Regions from separate parts of the Anser cygnoides genome. Here region 1 is linked to region 2. The links are chromatin contacts, called in public Hi-C maps. All regions are on one chromosome and are shown on one strand. Each heading gives the region's core, a stretch centred on a gene start, on an enhancer-like site or on the middle of the called end of the contact. The rest is flanking DNA. Distances are from core to core; before and after follow the strand shown.

Evidence for each region. A called contact is a pair of places that touch in the nucleus more often than the background predicts.
Region 1: a contact with region 2 is called in a Hi-C map of liver, with 2.0 times the contacts expected there. The contact joins two enhancer-like sites. A contact is called at or near these places in 2 of 7 Hi-C or Micro-C datasets (both in liver).

What each region holds. Positions count from the first base shown.
Region 1 is chr4:6,747,757-6,751,113 of Taihu_goose_T2T_genome, reverse strand. It overlaps FGFRL1 (fibroblast growth factor receptor like 1), which reads right to left. Exons shown (of 7, transcript XM_048048078.2): 7 at 1-3,357. Among named protein-coding and RNA genes, the nearest start is that of RNF212, 160 kb to the left of the region's middle. Within about 2 kb of position 1,488, at least 2 of the 3 cell types and tissues checked have open chromatin away from gene starts, as enhancers often do. A contact at or near this core is called in liver, where this site is marked.
Region 2 is chr4:6,570,316-6,573,952 of Taihu_goose_T2T_genome, reverse strand. No RefSeq gene overlaps it. Among named protein-coding and RNA genes, the nearest start is that of FGFRL1, 6.8 kb to the left of the region's middle. Within about 2 kb of position 1,597, at least 3 of the 3 cell types and tissues checked have open chromatin away from gene starts, as enhancers often do. A contact at or near this core is called in liver, where this site is marked.

The DNA.
Region 1 (3,357 bases), core at 239-2,738, 180 kb before region 2:
TGGCTTTACTGCAGCTGTGCTCAGACCTTGCATTGTCCATGCTGGGGGGTTTACTGATGCATTCCCTCTCTGTTAACATTGCTAGAGGTTTGTGTTTAAAGGCTGGAGCTTTTACAGGCAGGAGGAAACCACTTCTTCCACCTGAGCCATCTGGCAATATGTGAAGTGTTGATTTCATGATACAACACTATGGAGTGCCAGGATTACGGGGCAGAAGGCACCAGTGGAGAGCGTAATGCTCAGTGTGGAAGCTCTATGTGGGAAATGCAGGACTGTTTCTTTTAGCCCACTCACTCTCTCTCTGAGGGTCAGTGATATAGCTGCCATTTGAAAAAAGGGTCGTAAGACCATCTCTTAGGGTTTGCATAGAGCTGAAGCATATAAAACCAATTATGCACCTCCTCCTTTGAAGCTGGTCTCGGTACTGCTATCACAGCATGAGCCCCGTGTCCCCTGGCTGCAGCACAGATGCAGATAGCTGAGAAAAGACCATGGGCTTCCAGATGAATCCTGTCATCTGCCAGGCTCCTAACACTGCTGAGACGTGCAGTAGCTTGGTGCCTACCACAGTGCAAGAAGTAGCTTCCCATAGGCGTGAGTTATGAGATGTAGCCCTTAATCTCTCATGGAAATAGCCACGTGCTGCCTTCTTAGAATAAGGTGACACAATTACTGTATAAAGGCTTTTTGGCTTTTTCCATGAAATGACTCCATAAAATATAGCCATTAAGAATGCTGCCTACATCATGCCTTAGATCCAAGCAGAGCCCTCAGCGCTCATATTTAAGCCTCCCTGAAGCTGGGGGAATGTATGCAGACACCCAGGAGCTGAACTTTTTTAGATGCTTCAAAAATTTGTGTTAACAAAGTTTAACTGAACCCTCCTGCTTCCAATATATATACACATATGTATATATATATAGGTTGTGTAGTTATAATCTCTACAGAAAGACCATCTTGCTATCAGTGGGCAGGGACAAGGCCACTGACCTAGGTGGCTAAGGCAAAAAGGGAACTTTTTTGGAGCAGCACGTGTTGGTGAAGGAGAACGGGAGCGTATGTGCTTTGCTGAATGAGGGCCCCACCTCACAGTGCTACGGCTGAGCAAACAGGGAGCTGTTTGGTTTGCTGATGATCCAAACAAACCGGCAGAAAAATCACTGCAGGTCAACCCAGAGCAAATAATTTTGGAAACATTCAGAGAAAAAGAAAAGCCTAAAGCACTGTTTTGTTTCAGGTTAAATGAAGTGTTTCACTTTAAATTGGAGCAGCTGGTTTGCTGAAGATTTCTCTTTTGCAGAACAGGCCTGAGAAGGAAGTAATTTCAAACTTAAAAATTGGCACGTCTCTTTTTTTTCTTCCCTGTGAAACAAAACTGAACAGCAAACAGTTGCTGCGTTACTGAACCTGCCTTGTCTAAAGAAGATTGTGGCCACTACAGGGTTAGATGCCTCTCTCCACTTGCAGCAGAAAGGTTTGCACCTTCCTTCTTGAGGGGAGCAGCTGCCCGCACGCTCCCCTTGCTGCACCCAGCTCACCCTCGCTGGTTCCTCTAGCCTAACAGCAGCATTTACAAATGAAGGGTTTCACCCCCGTGGCATGTTTTCCCCTCCCAGGCACCCTGAGGCTGAAGCTCATTTTACAGGCTCACAAATTACGATGTTTGATTTACAAAATTTTCTTTTGAAAAGAAAAAACCCTGCAGGTTTGTGGTTAAAAAAAAAACAAATGTAACCTCTCTCCACCCCCCCCCCAACACACCCTGCCCCGAAAAAAAAAAAAGATTCATTTTTTTTAAAAAAGCATAGTGAAACAGATTTCCCTGTGTGCAGAGACCTTTGCTAGTGGAGATGACAAGGGGTCCATGGGAAGCGATCAGGCCACTACACACCCTCACAATCAGCATTTAAATGATGGAAAATGCAAATTTCTAATGGAAATGGTGGCACTGGCAGTACCTGAGATGATGCTAGGAAAGTACATGTGGCTGGTGTGAGTAAGCATACAGATAGATGACCTCCAAGTTAGGAGAAATATGGTTGGTTACATGCTACATTGAGTGTTTTCTGAGCATGGCATCTATAGAACCTGAAAAAAAAAATCTTTATTTTCTTTGATCAAAAATATGTATAGAAATGCCTGTTTTGAGGAAAATATCATACATTTTTTTTCTTGTTTAACAAAATAAATTAAATATACATGACTTTGTTTAAACTCTATATAGAATTACAAAGGTTTTATATTTGTAATTGGATTCATTTCCAGTCCATATAGGTATTTAATACGGTCCTTATTTACTCTCTTTTCTTTCTGTTTTTACTGTAGTTTGAACTGAAATGTAGTTGTATCATTTCCAGACTGTTATCTGTGGGGAGGGGGCAACCACACACAACCTAGGTGAATATTTCTCAAATGCAATTTTTCCTACAAGATTATTATTTCATTCTCTTTTTTTTCTTTCTCCTTTTTCTCATGTTTATACGTATTTTGCATTGATGTAGAAAATCCAGTAGCTTGTCACTGTAAGCCATCAGAGAAGGACAGTGTGTTTTGCTTTCTTCGCCATCAGCAGTTCAATTATTATTATTATTAATTATTATTATTTCTTAAATATAAATATAAAGGTGTTCTGTACAATGTTCCTCTTTCTTTCCTTCCTTCCTTCCTTTTTTCTGGCAGTGGCACTGAGTCCTAGGACCGGGGCAGTGAGGTTTGCTCAGCAGAACCCTCCATGAGAAACGTGACTTGCAGAAATCAAACCAAGCAGCTCGGTCAGCATTGCAGACAAAACGACTGTGTTTGAGAAACATTCGACTTTTCACGTTGTGAACAGAAATTAGCTTTTCCAGACCCTCTTGTGTTATTTTTTTCCCCTGGAAGAGGTGAGTTGGTCATGTCTCCTCATGCTTTGGCACTAAACCTCAGGTACTTTAGCGCTCGAGTCACTCGGAGGGAAAAGGCTTTCCCTTGTGCTCCTGAGTGGGACAGGTCTGGGGGCTTCCCACCAAAACAAGTGATGTGCCAGGGGAACAGGGCTGCCCACCTGGAAAAGCACCATGGTCGCCTTTTCTTGCTCCTTTTAGCTACATGAGGAAGGAGGTGGTGGTTCATATCCCTGCATCCTGCCTTACTTGCCACCACCTTGATTAAAAAATCCAGGAAGGCTCCACTGTTGGGGATGGCTGCCTAGCTGCTGAGATTTGGAGTTCCTTCATTATTCCTTGGCTACATCCTGATTGCAATAATAAAAAAAAATCTCTTTTCTCTCTCTGTCTTTCTCTATTATATATATATTTATATAGATAGATATAGATATATACACATATATATATACACACATACACACACGCATATACA
Region 2 (3,637 bases), core at 348-2,847:
CGAGATGAACAGACAGAGAGAAAAACAGAAATGTCAAGTATTAATTGCTGCACAGACGTGAGGAATGTTAAGAGAAACTGTTTGGGGATTTATGTTCAAAAAAAAAAAAAAAGACAGCTTCCCAAACTATTTCCTTTCAAATCTCTCAGCGTTTTCCATAAATTCCATGTGCATGTGTGGCACTCTCTGATAACATACAAATCTGAATGCATAAACTGTTTTGAAATGTTTGTACAATTTCATCCAAAAATATGACTGCATGTTTGTGCTTTAATTGTCAGCAATAGGATATTAGGCAATAGCCACATGCATCGTGTCAGGGGCACTGGGTGAGGTTAGGTGGTACGAGCTCAGGCTGCCCCTTTCTGGCCATGTCTCCGCAATGAGGAGAAACCCCAAATTATTGGGAAAAATAACCTGTAGCAAAGCGGGCTGCAAGTGACAGCACAGCCCCTGCTCTCAGTGGCAGGAGTGTGCAGAGAAATCCAACAAAATCAATAAATATATTTCAGATTCATACAGGTGTAACTGGGATCAGAAATCTGATGATTTCCAGGTAAAGCATTGTATTATTTTTTTTCCCATTCTTTGCAAAAAAAATAAAGCCTTAGCAGAGGAATGGACACTTTGCTTCAATCAGTGTTGTTTGAAATGTCTTTCATATATTAACATTCTTGCTGAAGCTGAACATTAGTTCCACTTTATCAGGAATATAATGCAGCTGCATTTTCTGGATGGGAGCACCACCAGAAATATGTTAACTATATAGTCAACAGCTATGCCTTGTTTACTCTTATGCGTAAAGCCATACGGAAACAATCCTCCCAGGAAATCTTTATTATTTTTTTTTCTCTCTTTTTATGTATGCAAATAAAAATAATAGCAGAAGCTGGCCTGGGATGCTGGCTAAGAATCGGGTGGCAGGAGCTTGCTTTTGCTCACAGTTTGTTGAGAAACTCTCTGATTCCCCCAGGGGCAGACCGGGCTGCTCTGGCACAGCAACAGGGTTTGCAGGGAAGGTGCATCAGTCCCCATCCCCCCCCATCCGTCCCTCAGCGCCTTCACCCTAGGATGTTCCTCCTGAAGACCCAGCCAGCACACCGTGACGGCTCAGCCCCGGTGTTCCCCGTGCTGGGGGATCTGCTGGCTCTGAGAGGGGTCCCCGTGGGCACAGGGCTTGGGGACCACAACGAGGAGGGCAGCTCCAGAGGGGTTCCCAGGAGCTCACAGGGGACCTCTTGGACCTTCGGCTGCTCAGACATTCACCTTGTCTTGGTGCTGTGCTCATTGCTTCGTCCGGCAGTGCTGGGGTGGAGATTCACAGGTGGAGATCCACAGGAGGACAAATCCTGATGGACCCGGGGAGCGCCGCCCGCTTGCCCACAGCCTGAAGAAGACAGCTGCAAAATCCGCAGCGGTGTGACAAGCTGCAAGACAACAAGGCAGAGCCTCCATCCTGCCCTCCCCAGGCACAGGCAGGGTTAAATATTAACCCTGGGGCTGGGAGACAACCCCTTCAGTTGGCCAGCCGCCCCCACCGCCATCCCCACGTGAAGGGAAGAGCAGAGAGCACACTAAGGAGCCCTGGAAATATGTAAGGAGCTGCCAGCATTTGCTGCCAAACACTTTTATCTTTAGACAAAGATAAATCTGTTGCTTACTTAACCCAGCCTTTACGAAACTCGCGGCTCTGGGTTTCCAAAATAACAGGAGCAGAGTGGAGCTGGCTGGTGTCCTGGTGAGCAGCAGATGCACACAGGGCAGCAAGAAGGTGACAACGTATCCTGCCGGAGAAATGGCTGGAGAGTAAACCATTTGTCAGGGAAATAAATAAGGATTTAATCTCCACAGGCTGGAGAACTTACCTGCTCGTGTCCCTGCAAAGTGCAAGTGTCTTTTTTTTTTTTATTAAGAGAGCAATTAGGATGTATAGTTAATAATGAAGAACAAAAAAAAAAAAAAAAAAAAGCTGCTGCTTCCAGCATGCAGTGAAATGCAATCCCAAAAGAGCAGAAATGTGCCATGAGTGTGTACCAGGGCGGCCCCAAGGTCTTGAGGAAGATGCCAGCAATGCACGGTGCAGCACCTGCCCTGCTCATCTCACCAAACTGCCACGGACGTGCGAGCCTGCTCCCCATCTTTTATTTTATTTAAAACAGGCTTTTATCCACAGTGTGCACAATGGTGGGGTCTAAGAGAGAAATGAAAGGCACTCATAGGGTTTGGTGTCAAAATGTGAGGTGAGGGTGTGAGTTTGGGGCCTGCCTTGTCCCAGAGGTCCCACGTAAGAACGCCTGGGCACTGCCCATGTACCAGGGGTTTTGTCAAACCTAAGGCTTCCTGCAAAAATGAGCTCAACCCCACCCTCATTTTCAGGTCATTTGCTTGTTTTTTTGGGTGGGGGCAGTGGTGCTGCAAAAACAGTGCAAGTATGCATTAGTAACAGCAGCTCCCTATTTATCTATAAAACTCACCATTCACAGTAAATTCCTTTTTTTTTTTTTTCCCTTAATGCTAGAGTTATTATCTGGCAAGAATATAGCCCCTTCCTCTGCCACCCGTGACCCAGGCTGAACCTGTTTGCCCATGTTATTGTGCTGGTGTAATTCAGTGGAAAAGAGATTGGATTAAACAGGCAGCTCTGGAGGAGTAAATAAAAGGAACATGCTTTAAAGAGTAAATAGACAAGCCCGGGTATAATAGAATAACTCCTGGCGGTGCTAAATCAAAGGGAAAATAATGCCCTCACTAAAATCTGAACGCATGCTTGTGAGGAAGGGAAGCCCACAAAACTGGATGATCCGTGCACGTGCAGACCTCTTCCACAGAGAAGTGCGGGGACAGCCGGGTTAGCTCCCGGTAATTCCTCAGCGAGTCCAGCCCAAATCTGTTTAGCAGCAGAAATCCTTTTTTTCTCCTCACTGCCAGCCCTGCAGTTCAGCCTGGGCTGGCGGGTCAAGTCCTCGGCTTCACCTCCCTTTTGCCTTTGATGCTGCTCCAGCGAAGTCGAGAGCGTGTCTGAAGGCAGCAGTGGGATTTCGCTAGCACGGGGGATCCTACAGGAGCAGCCAGCAGCTCGCCCTGGCCAGCAGCACCACGTCCTGGGGCTGGAAAGGGCTGGGAAGGTCTGACGCTTTCTGGCAGCCTCAGCACGCAGATCCCCGCTTTGGGAATGCTTCCCCGATGGCATCAGTCCGCCCAGCTGTAAAGGCAACTGATCCGTCTTGCTCCACAGGCTCTTCTACCCCTAGCAAAAAGCTGTGATGTGAAGCTCACAGCGATCCCGTACTGTTCTCAGGTGCTCTGCACCCCTCCAGAGAAGGGAGGCACTCGCCTCTCCAGAATCACAGCAAGAAAAAAAACTTCTGGCAAGCCCAGAGGCCGATCCCAGTTCTGTTCGCACCTGTGTAATCCAAGGAGGGCCCCAGTCTGTCTCCATCCTTCTGCTGTGCCGGCCTGCAGAGCTAATAGGGGAAAAAAAATAATATCAACTGAATATATGAGCAGCAAACCTCCGAGTGGGGTAAAGCATATGTGGAGTCACTTTTCGGAGCTGGCATCCTCCTTTTCACACAATGGCATTAGGTAAAGCACACTGTGAATGACTCTGGGACATTTGTTTCCCATCAGCTGTAGA